Linked DNA regions of Mus musculus: all the other regions are linked to region 1. The links are chromatin contacts, called in public promoter capture Hi-C maps. All regions are on one chromosome and are shown on one strand. The core of a region is the stretch at or near the end of the contact, and the rest is flanking DNA. Distances in the headings are between cores, read along the strand shown.

Region 1 (3,801 bases), core at 524-3,023:
GGATTTCTGTGCAAATAAAACAGGATAATAAAGGCACATAACACAGTGTGCAGAAAACAGTTCCACAGTCTTAGCTAAATAGTTTAATAAAGGCAGTCTTAAGACGGATGCAGAGGAAAATTTGCAGTCATTAAAAACAAACACAAAGCCAACGCTACTACATTTTATAAGACCGCAAAAATTTCCCCAATGTATTAATTGCTTCAAAGAATATAGACTTAGGAATGTTAAGTCAAGAGCACTCAACTTTAAACCACTACTTGTGTGGGAACTGCTGGAGCAGATGCAAGGCAGTACTTGAAAACATTCAAAGGTAGTAACAACTCTCTTTTCCTCTATTCAGAGCGCTTTGAGAGCTGCATGACATTAATCCCAGCACTTGAGTGACAGCGGCAGGCAGATTACTGAGTTCACTGCAAGCCTGGTCTACATAGTGAGTTGCAGGCCAGGTAGGGCTAGATAGTTAGAGCCTATCTAAAAAGAAAAAAAAAAAAAGTTCCCTGGGAAAAACAGCTGCCAAGGTTTTTAGGTGAGAGGTTACATCTTCTGACTTGCAAGGAATCCATCCACGAACTGACAGCACCAGACTGCCATGGAAAAGAAACAAACGTATATAAAGAGATATAGCATGCTATTAATAGAAAGGAAGCCGAATCCTTTCCACACCTGTTACTTGATTGACCACACATCCGAGGTACAAGAGATGAAATCACTTGTCCGAGACCAGACAGCTGCGCCTTAGTCTTAAAACTTCAAAGTCCTAACAGGGAGATTTCAAACTTCTAGGGAGTTGTGAGCTCGCCTATAATGCCAGTAGCTTGAGAGGTTGCTCTAGGAAGGTAGCCAATTTGAAGACAATATGGGCAACACCGAGGCCGTCTCAAAATAAGAAAACATCCAAATGCCTACACTTAACTGAAATGCTAAAAATACACACATAATCATTTCTTCCAAGAGAAAAAGTCTTAGACCTTCAAGCTAAATAGAAAGGAACTTCTCCTTTAAATGAGTCGAGAAGAAACTTTCGTAACTTTTCACTTCCCAAGCCAAAGCAATTCTTATTCTGAAGTCAAGCCAATTCGGTATACACATATGTATGTGTGCATGTAATACATACATGTACGCGCACACACACACACCACTTCCAGTTTTACTCGTCAGGGAAATCAATACGGAGGCAGACCAAGGAAGTAGTCCAGGTAACAGGTCAAATAAGCTTGAGTAGAACTGACAGGTGTACCCAAATGCCCAACTACATTAAAGCCTCTTGGGAAGCTGCTTTCTCGTTTTCCCTGGTAAAGCGATCGACACCCGTGATGCCCTCTGCCACCGGATCCTCCAGGAAAAAGGAGGTTCAGCTCCCCACCTCCTCGCCACAGAGTCGTTCGTACACAGCTTCCAGCTCCTGCAGCTCTGTCAGAGAGCGAATGAGCTCGGTGGAGATTTCGGAGCAGTGTCCTCCTCCCACCCCCTCCGGTGGCGGAGGAGCTCCTGACAATTTCAGCGGAGACTCCACCTCCGCCATCTTGGCTCCCGGTGGGCGCTTCCGGGCTTGCGAGGTCCCCTCTGCGTTGGCGCGGTGACCTTTGGGGCTGCCCACAGATATGCCCGATCAAAACCATTGGAAGTCTATTTTTAAAACTAACCTTCTATTTTACAGAAAACTTACCGTAACGTATAAATTTTAGATAACTCATTAGTCTTCAGGTGCAAGATGAAAACATCCCAAATTTACATCTATTTATCAGGCGGGGGCTAGATACCTTTTTCCCGTCGCGCGGCACCCGAAGGCCCGTCTTGAAGGCTAATGGCGGACGCCGGCGGATCGGCAGTGGCGGTGGCTTAGGCCTTGAAGCGATTCAGCATCCGTCGGGTACCGAAGCCATCCTTCTTGCAGCAGGGTAAAGAAGTGGCCTCCCAGCTTCTCTGTCGCGGAGGAAGTGGAGAGCGCTCATAGGAGAGAGCTGCCCGGCACCTCGGCCGGAGCCGCAGGGGCAGTTTTAGGCCCGAGAGGTTCGGTAGGCGTGAGGTTAGGGAAATGCTTGCCGTGGGCAAATGGCCTCGTGGACTCTTCGCCCACTTGTGTCTTCAGAGTGGGAACGAGTCCTTTAAGGCTTGCGAGTTTAACGTGGTGGCACACTCGTGTATTTCCACCACGCGGGGGAGGTTGAGGAAGTGGGAGTCCCACCGAGGCTGCATAGGAAGACTCGAGATTGAAAGACTATTCAATCAGCAAGGGGTAAAAATTCTGTTTGTTCAAAATGTGCAACTATCAGAAACCGCCCGGGAGCCGGGGATCTGGTTTGAACTTGTGCATTTGGTAGTTAGGCAAAATGTTGTTTCTCCTCTGAACCTCTGTTTACTGTAAAAGAAAGAAAAAAAAAACCCGAAGGCTAATAGTACCCATTTGAAGACTGTGCAAGATAAAAAGGAGGTGATGGTGGAACCGGAGATTATAGGCAGAGGCGGGGGAGGAAGCTTTCCACGGTTTGGCTGTTACGGTTACCTGATACCGGATATTCCTCCAGGAAGCACCTCTTCAGTAAGCCAGGAGATCCGTTTGTTTTGGTGTTGAGTGAGTAGGTGCTCATTTTAATCCTCCAAACCTAATGGTAGAGAGCACTTGCCCAAGGCCATAGGTTTCCTTCTCGTAGCCTCAAACACGAAATTCTGCATACAGAGCCTTACGAGGCAAGGTACCATCTTCCCCCCTGTTAAAGCAAATGTCCAAAGTCATAACATCACGTTCGCTGCTTATGGTGCAGCCGGAACTCATCCGTGACAGCCTTGTAAATTGTGAGGTCCTCTACCCTCAAGCTGCCAGTGCCAGTTCAACCTTTAGGGATAAGCCTTAGAGATATTAGTTTATTAGGTATTTTAGGACTAAATCTTAGAGGTATAACTTCATTTGCTTATATGTAGCGTTAACAGTTTCGCTAACTGAATTATAGTGTAGGCATTGAGTAAGATTCTCGGTATCTGTAGCAGAAAGCTGTCTTGTTGGTTTCTCAAAAAAATTCATCCTTTGGTTAAAGACAGCACATAAAATATGCAATAAATATATGTTCTTGAACATGCACATATATAAGCATATGGAAAGATGTAAGTTTGGTAAGATTTATAACCCAGAGAGAGAATGGGGTCTCTGGGAAATGAATCTGAGGTTTTTAGAGCCTTGAATAATGTGGATGTGTAGACCCTTGAACTACAGCTAACTGTAGGTTCTCATTTGTCTGGCAAAAAAAAAAAAAAAAAAATCACAAAAGGCACGTTTGTTAATTGAGCAAGTTGTAGGTTCTGGCATTTAACCACTTGCTCTATGTTGTCCAACTGATAGGATTTTTGAGCTTAGGGTTCCCTTGACCATAAGAAGTTTGGTTTTGTTTGAGACCGGGCCTCTCTTTGTATCATAGGCTGGAACTGAGTGTGTGACTCAGGCTGGCACTGAACAGAGTGATTCTCTTTCCTCTGCCTCTCGAGTGCTAGGATTACAGAAGAGAGCCATGATTCCTGTCTTTTTTTTTTTTTTTTTTTTTTTTTTTTTTTAATACCTAAAATGGGTGTTGCTAGGTGTAGTGGCACACACCTTTAATCCCAGTGCCTGGAGGCAGAGGCAGGAGGATCTCTGAGTTCCAGGATAGCTATTTCTGAATTGTCCATTCTGGAATTCACTGCAGCTTATACTTATCTTACACTTGCAGATATCCTCCTGCCTCGGCCTATTGAGTGTTCATGCCAATGTGCAGGCTTTCATAGAATTCATGTGAAATGAAAAGCAAAAGATGTAGTATCCTAGAACGG
Region 2 (3,801 bases), core at 769-3,268, 6.1 Mb before region 1:
AAGAACTGAACTGAACCAAACCAAACCTGTACTGGCTCAGACATGTTCTTCCTGTCACGTGTCATACCTGCCCTCCTGTGTATTTCTGAGCTGTGAGCACCAATCTAATGTACATTATCACACCACTTCACCACAGCCAGTGGCATCTCTGTGCTTCCAAGGCAGAACCAAGTTGTAGGGGTACAGTGCTCCCCCAATAGCAGGTCCAGATTAAAGAACAAACACTTCGCTAAGAAATGCTGGCTAGAATCACTGTGGCCAACACCAAGGATGCCCTTGGTCAGAGCAGCAGCTTTGTTTTGTGATCAGAAATCACCCGGGGCTGGAGCTGAAGCTGGAGCCCAGAAGAGTGCTTGCCTAGAAAACCTGGGTTTGGTCCCAAGCACTGAATAAAAATGGGCATGATGATGCATGCCGGCAGCCTCAGCATTTAGGAGACTTCAGGAGCATTTAGGGCAGGAGGATCAAGAGTTCAAGGTTATCCTCAGCTACATGGTGAGTTTGAGGATAGTTTGGGCTATACAAGGACATGAACTATCCTATCAGCAAGGGGGACAACACTGAAGGCTGGTGACCGTTGTTGAATGCAAGTTGTAAGGAGCTGAGGGATTAGGCCATGGAATTATTACAGGCACACTCACTCTCCACCCCCCTAAATCATGGTGAGAGAAAGAGAGAATTTAACATTTAGGATGAAAGAGGAAGCTTCAGGTTGGAGCCTGTAGTGAGTTGTGTTCTGGAACGAGGCTCAAACCTTTACACAGAACTTCCTCAGCTTGCCCCTGCTGACATTTCCTGACTGACCTTTCCCTGACATCACTGTTGCCTTTTGTTGGCCTTACTACACTTATTGGCCTTACTACAGAGTAAAACCTAAAAGTTACAGTTGGGGAGTTCTCAGGGGTGGGGGTGGGGGATGCCCACGGTGAATTCACCTGCAGGTCAGAGAGATCCTGCAACCCTCCAAGTAATGACTCAAATCTGACCAGGGGAAAGGCGCACAAAACTGCTTTCAGTGACTTGCGTTTTCCAGTTGGAGCACTGGGGGCACTGAGATCTGACGGTGAAAGGAAGCTTTCTACTGTAAAAGCTGAGCAGCTGTGACTTAACAGGTCTGGCATGGGGGCCCTAACATCTGATTTCCTCCCCCAAGCTTCCAGAGTATACCATGGGTTTGAAAGCCACCGTCCCCATTTATGTAACACGGAGAGGTCTTGGTCAGACATCCGTCATACCAGCTACCGGTGAACCTCCTCCTTACAGATCCACGGGAGAAACCTCCCTCCCCTCTCCTTCCTGCGCAGAGTTGATCTCAGCAGCCTCGTGAAACTTGCAGCTCAAGTGCCCAGAGTCCAACCCAACCCGCAGCCGCTTTTGAGTGACCAGGTAGGACCCACCGGCAGTTTCGTGGGAGGGGCGGAAAGCCTGCGGGGTTGCATCTGGGTGCCTTGGCGACATCACCTGTCGCTCATCCTTGGAACCTGAGTAAACAGGCAGGCTCCCCGAGGTGTTGTGGGCACGCCACCGAGAAGCTGCTTGCCCGGTGCGTTGTGCGCGCTCCCCCGCGCTCTCGCCGTGCTCGGTCGGTCGGGCGCAGGTGGCAGGGCACGGCGCAAACCCCGCACACCCCGCGCCCGCGTCCCCGCCGCGGCCCGCTCACCTGCAGTCGGTGGCTCTTGACGAGGTGCATGTTGAGCGCAGGGCTGTTGGGCAGGATCTTGCCGCAGCCGCGCACGGTGCACAGAATATTGGTGCGCACAGCCCGGGACAGCTCGCTCACAGTCGGCTGGATCAGCTCCCGGGCCGGTGGCACCGGGGCCGCGGCCCGAGCCCTGGCCGGTCTCGGCCGGCTGCCTTGCAGTCGCGACTCGGGCGGCCTCCACGGGCTAGAGGCGGCGGCGGCTCCCCGCGTGCTCGCCGGCGTGGCCGGGACACCCGGGGCCGGACCCGCAGAATCGGCCGCCGCCGCCTCCGTGGCCGCCATGGCTCCCGCACGGCCGCCAGGCCCCTCTCGCAGTGCCCGCCCCCGCCGCAGCCACTTCCGGCAGGGGGCGGGGCCTCCGGGCTCATTAGCATCCGGCCGGTCGGTGGCCGCAGCGCCGCCCGCCGGCCGCGGCGAGCGCGTGTTGGAGGTTGAAGTCCCATGTGCTGGGAGAACAGGTGAATTGGATAGGTTCCATGAACCCACACTTTCTACTTCCTAGGGACCTGAGCTCAGGCAACAGCTGGATAGAAGAGAAAGAGATGCTTTCAGGTTTAACCTTTTTTTTTTGACCGTTGATTTATTGTTATTAGGAATAAATTTTATATTGTAGACTATTTGATTAGCATGCTTAAGGCCCTGGATTTGATCGGTAGCACACTAAAAACAAAACAAAACAAACTTATCTTATTCTTTGAGGCCCCGCCTGGCCTCAGAATCCCCATATAATCAAGGAGTCCTTGAACTCCTTATTCTCTTACCACTACCTCCATACTCCTGGGGTTTTACTAAGCCTAGTGGTAGCGTTAAAGATTGAACCCAGTGCCTTAGACGTGTACTCTGCCAGCTGAGCTACAGCCCAGCCCCCACAGACTAATTCTCTCTTATCTCTGAAGAGGGAAGAGTCTGAGGTGGATCTAGTCGGCTGAAAGCAAGGTGTCAGCTGGGCTTGTTCTTCCAAGGATCTTGCCTTTTTCAGCGTCTAGAGGTCACCTGCATTTCTTTGCCAATGGGCCTTCCTTTACACCAAAATCAGGAATGGGAAGTTGAGTCTGTCACATTTCATAACCGACATCTATCGTCATCATGCCACCTACTACATTGGACCTGGGTATCACAGGGCCAATGGGCTCAACTGCAGAGTCCCTTTGCCTTGGGGACATACTCAGACTCCAGGAATTCTGAAGCAGGCATTTTTGAGAATTGTTCAGCATGACGCTAGGCTTTCTTGTTCAGATTCCAGGTCCAGATTCCTGCCAACTGTACCAGGGAGAGTTACGAAGTAGAATAAATACCCCAGCAAGTGCAAGGGCTTCGGCAGTTCCCATTCAGCCACTCATGAACCTTGTGGGCAGAATGACTTCTTTGTATGTGACTGACTGGTCGGGAGAGTGGTCAAAGGGAGCTAGTGGGGCTAGGGGGATGGCTCTGTGGTTAAGAGCACTTAATGTTCTTACACAAGACAGGTTTGATTCCAAGCACCCAAATGGTGGTTTACAACCATCCATAACTCCAGTTCCCAGGCACGAATGTGGTATACATACACAGATGCAAACAAAGCACTCATACAAATAAAATCAAACCATCCCCCCTCCCCCTTAAAAAGGTATGTATGGAGGAAATGTCTTTAAGCCTTAGTTAGGGTTTCTATTGTGATAAAACACCGTGACCAAAAAGCAAGTTGGGGGAGGAAAGGGTTTATTTGGCTTAGACTTCCAGATTGTAGCCCATCACTGGAGGAAGTCAGGACAGGAACTCAAACAGGGTAGGGATCCGGAGACAGGAACTGATGCAGAGGCCATGGAGGGGCGCTGCTTACTGGCTTGCTCAGCCTGCTTTCTTATAGAACCCAGGATCACCAGCCCAGGGATGGGACCATCTCTCTCATCAATCACTAATTAAGAAAATACCCTTCAGCCTGAAAATACCCTTGCCTGCAGCCTGATATTAGGAAGGCATTTCCTGAAACTGAGATTCCCTCCTCTCAGACAACTCTAGCTTGTATCAAGTTGACGTGAGAACTTGTCAGCACAAAGCCCAAATACTCAGATCACTGAGGGACGAGGGAAGCGCCTGACATGTCTGACCAAGCTAAAACT
Region 3 (3,801 bases), core at 727-3,226, 5.5 Mb after region 1:
CGTACACGGCCAAGCTAAAGCCCAGGGCCATCTGTAGGACAAGAGTGAGAATGTCACAGGCTGGCACCACTGACCATTCATGCACGGGCGCGCGCGTGCACACTCCTTTCCCAGGATACTTACCCAGGCCCAGAATGAGGCAGAGGAATAGAAGAAGACCAAGGTTACAAGGCAGTAGATGGCCTGCAAGCACACAAACACGATCAGGTTAGGGCTGAAGGCCAGCCCCCCACCCCGCAAATTATGGGCTTTCCTCAACTCTGACCGAGAACTGGGCCAGACTAGGAGGAAGAAACCTGGTGGTGGAAGACCTCTGCTTTCTGAGTCAGATAGCGCTTAGACTCATATCTGTCCAGGAAGAGTAGCCTTAGTATAACATGTATAAGCTTGGTATGGCCTCAGTATAACAAATCTCAGCTGGGACTTTTTATTTATTTATTGTTGTTTTGCTTTGTTTCCCCTTCATTTCTTCATGTTTTGCTTCTATGTCTAGTTCATATTTCTTCTGTGCCTGGCTACTTTTTTTTTTTAAATGGTTTAAAATTAAAATACATTTTACATGTATGAGTGTTTTTGCCTGCAATGTATCTATGTGCACCATGTGCCTGACGCTGTGCCTGGTACCATAGAGGTCACAAGAGGGCATTGGATCCACTCAATGAGAAGGTTTCGAGCTACCATGTGGTGCCCCTGGAGTGGAACCGAGGTCCTCTGTAAGAGCGACAAGTGCTCTGACCACTCAGTCCCTGGATACTTTGGGGGGAGGAGGGCAGTGTTTGCTGGCGATGCTGGCAGAGCCTAGCCAAGGGCTCCACCACGGCGCTACACCTGCTCTCACTCTCTCGAATGAGACTTCAGTCTTTCTGTGGGGCTCTGGTTACCACTCAACACTCTGACCTCAGTCTTCCAAATAGCTAGAAATACAGTTATATGCCACTATGGCCAGCTTCACTTATTAACCCCATCACCCCTTTTTATTTTTATTTTTAATTTTTTTTTTTGAGATAGGATTTCTTTGTTACTCAAAGCTAACTTCAAACCGCCCATCTTTCTGCCTGAGCCTCCCTGGTGCAGGGATTACAGGCTGGTGTCTGCCTGGCTTCATTTCTTTACAACGTTCTCTTTTGGAGCCTTGGCTGTCATTTGCCAGCGCTCCTAATCAGATAGGAATGAGAGGGCAGAGAAAGCACAAGGCAAGCAACTTACGTTGGCTCCCAGTATGATCCGAAGGTAAAACTTGAGAGTTTCTTTGTTCTCTTCAAATATCTGTTTCTTCCCTCTGGTACCCACTTTTCCTTTGGGCTGCGGAGGGTTGGTGAGATGCTGTCAGAGCTGTTTTGCCTCAGTCCTCCTCACTCCCTGTACCAGCCTGGTTACCTGCAGCTTTATCTACCCCGCAGCCAAGTCCTTAGCGTGCTTTGTCAACCCTAGCAATCCCTGAGATACCGACCACTCCTCTAGTCCATCTTCCTAATATAGTTAGGACACCGACTTTACTGTACCCCCAGTTATGATCGCCTAATGCTCACCCCAAAACAATTCAAATTACGTTAGTATCTTCTTTGGCTTTCCTCGTAAGGTTCAGCTTTGGGTTGAGATCCTCTCCGGGAAAACTCCAGCGGAACTTAATGGCGTCCCTCTGGGGTAGTGGTTTAGATCTGGAACTGGCAACTACCCTCGCCCGCGCCCGCCCTAGCCTCCAACACTAGTCCTGGTGTAGTCCTGCACGGCCACTCTCCCCGCATCCCGTTCGGTCTAGCACAGTCCATTGGGTGGCGCCCCTCTCTGGCCCAGTGCCTTATGCCTTCGAGCCCTTCTGTTTTTACTTTCCCAACATCGGGAAAGCTTTGCCGGTGCAGACCACGCCTTGTCCCTTACCGCCATGGTGCGCAGCAGACACCCAGCCACTGAAACAAGGGCGAGTAACTGGAACTGCAGTCAGTAGACACCACATCGGCAGCACATGCACTTCCGGTAAAGAGCGCAATCGTTCGCTCCTGGGCGGAAGTGGATTTCATTTCCTTCCGAAGCCCCGCCCCCTGAGTCGGTGGGACTACACTTCCCAGAAAACCTTGCGTGGGGGCGGAGACGGCAGAACTGCGATGGCGGACTCGCTGCCTCTGGAGGTGAGAGGAAGCGAGCGGTCCTTCAGGCCTTGGTCGGGGACAGGCCCCGCCTTCGGGGTCCCGAGCTTTGGGGAAAGGCTATCTGACAGCTCGCCCGGCACCTCCCGCCAGGCGGAAACGAGCCGCCCGGCGGATCCCACGACCTGAAAACTCTGGGTAACGGTCCTCTTTGGGGCCACTTCGACCCCTTCGGTTGGGATACCATTCCCTCTTTACCCATTGGCCCCAGAAGATGGCTGCTCTGTCACCTCAATGAGGACGGACTCACTGCCCATCCCTTTCCCTTGAGATGGCCGTTCCCTCCCCCTCAGTTCTAGAAGATGTCCGCTCCACCGTCCCTGAAGGGTAATCAATTTTATCCCCATTGGCCCCTTGGAATGGTCGTTCCATTTCCTCCACCCCTCCCCCACCGTCCTCGCAGTTGGAAATAGACTGCTCCCGCCCCCTAGTTCTGGGGACCATACCCAATGTCCTTAATGTAAGACAAGCCTGCTCCTCATTCTAGACCCCTAGTGATGGCTGCCCCTGTATTATTCAACCCCATGGGGTGTTTGTTCCTTTAGCCAGGGGCAAGGAGATACAGATGCAGGCTTTGTGTCTTGCACCTTTTTTGAAATGGCTTCTCTATCCATTTTGCCCTGAGGGTTGGCAACCCCCTCTCGTTGCCCTAGGAAGTCAGGCCTTTTCCCTTGAGTCGTGACATCCTATTCCCTTTTGGCCCCAGAAGGTATCTATTCATCCCTGTAAACCCCATGGGTTACCAGTAGTAGTAATCTTTTGGGGTGCTCTCATGGGATGACCACTCCACCCCTATCTCTACTCCTCTAGTGCTAGAAAGGCATTTCTCAGGATAATGAATTATGTATGATCCTTTCCATTAAGACATGTTGTCCTTTAGCATGGCTCCCAGGGTTGATCATTCAGAAGATAGGTCAGCCACTCTCTTAGTCCAGTCTTCCCTCTTAGCCCCCTAGGGATGGGGGCTTAGTCATCCCAGTCCCATCCATACTCTTCCTCATGTCTCTCCTCTCTGGTCCTAGTCATTTTCCTCTGAATAGTAATCTCCTTTATCCCCCACCCCTTCCCTGAGCAAACCTTTGGTGAAAGTAGAGGCAAAGGACTATCTTTAGTCCAGTAAATACTGGGTGAGTACTGCGTATGTACTTAGCATCTGAGAAGAAAGGAGAAAACACAGCGGGGCTAGTGAAGTCACTGTAGAAGGACTTTGCAGAAAGAGCCCCACATACGGGAAAAGAGATGCTGTGTTGGTAGTGAGGATGGGCTGGGGGTGTTCTGGGAGCAGCAGGCCCAACCAGGCATGGAGGTCTGGACTGTGAGATTAGTGGTGAACCCAGGTTTTTCACGAGGGGCACTGAAACTGGACTATATATGGATTAGCAAGGCTGAACATAGAAGGAAACTGTAAAAGGAATCTAGCTCCATTGGATAAAATTTGGAGCTATTAATATGGTGATGTTGCAAAGGTAGAAATGCTGCTAACAGCCATCCAGTCCCTGAAGAACTGATCTAGGTGGTTTTAAAATGCCTTCACATCTTCATATACTTCAGACACGGAAGCTGAGAGAAGTCACATGCCTCTAATGGTTACTCTCTTGGGTAACTTTCTCCAGTAGAGCTGGGATCGGGGAAGTCTGGGTTAGCCTTGTCTAAACCG

Evidence for each region. Promoter capture Hi-C pulls out the DNA fragments that hold promoters and counts their contacts.
Region 2: a contact with region 1 is called in a promoter capture Hi-C map of cranial neural crest. The contact joins the promoter of Atmin here to the promoter of Sf3b3 in region 1. A contact is called at or near these places in 2 of 39 promoter capture datasets (cranial neural crest and liver).
Region 3: a promoter capture Hi-C map of pre-B cells shows a contact between it and region 1, with 4 times the contacts expected there. The contact joins the promoter of Tmem208 here to the promoter of Sf3b3 in region 1. A contact is called at or near these places in 3 of 39 promoter capture datasets (cranial neural crest, liver and pre-B cells).

What each region holds. Positions count from the first base shown.
Region 1 is chr8:110,844,775-110,848,575 of GRCm38.p6, reverse strand. Sf3b3 (splicing factor 3b, subunit 3) reads left to right here and starts at 1,773. Exons shown (of 26, transcript NM_133953.2): 1 at 1,773-1,901. Cog4 (component of oligomeric golgi complex 4) reads right to left here and starts at 1,552. Exons shown (of 19, transcript NM_133973.2): 1 at 1,367-1,552. The coding sequence starts at 1,525.
Region 2 is chr8:116,941,610-116,945,410 of GRCm38.p6, reverse strand. Atmin (ATM interactor) reads right to left here and starts at 2,018. Exons shown (of 4, transcript NM_177700.4): 1 at 1,661-2,018. The coding sequence starts at 1,984. It also overlaps a transcript of Cmc2 not described here.
Region 3 is chr8:105,324,552-105,328,352 of GRCm38.p6, reverse strand. It overlaps Tmem208 (transmembrane protein 208), which reads right to left and starts at 1,976. Exons shown (of 6, transcript NM_025486.3): 1 at 1,879-1,976; 2 at 1,207-1,302; 3 at 124-183; 4 at 1-31. The coding sequence starts at 1,884. Lrrc29 (leucine rich repeat containing 29) reads left to right here and starts at 2,085. Exons shown (of 7, transcript NM_001368408.1): 1 at 2,085-2,126. The coding sequence starts at 2,103.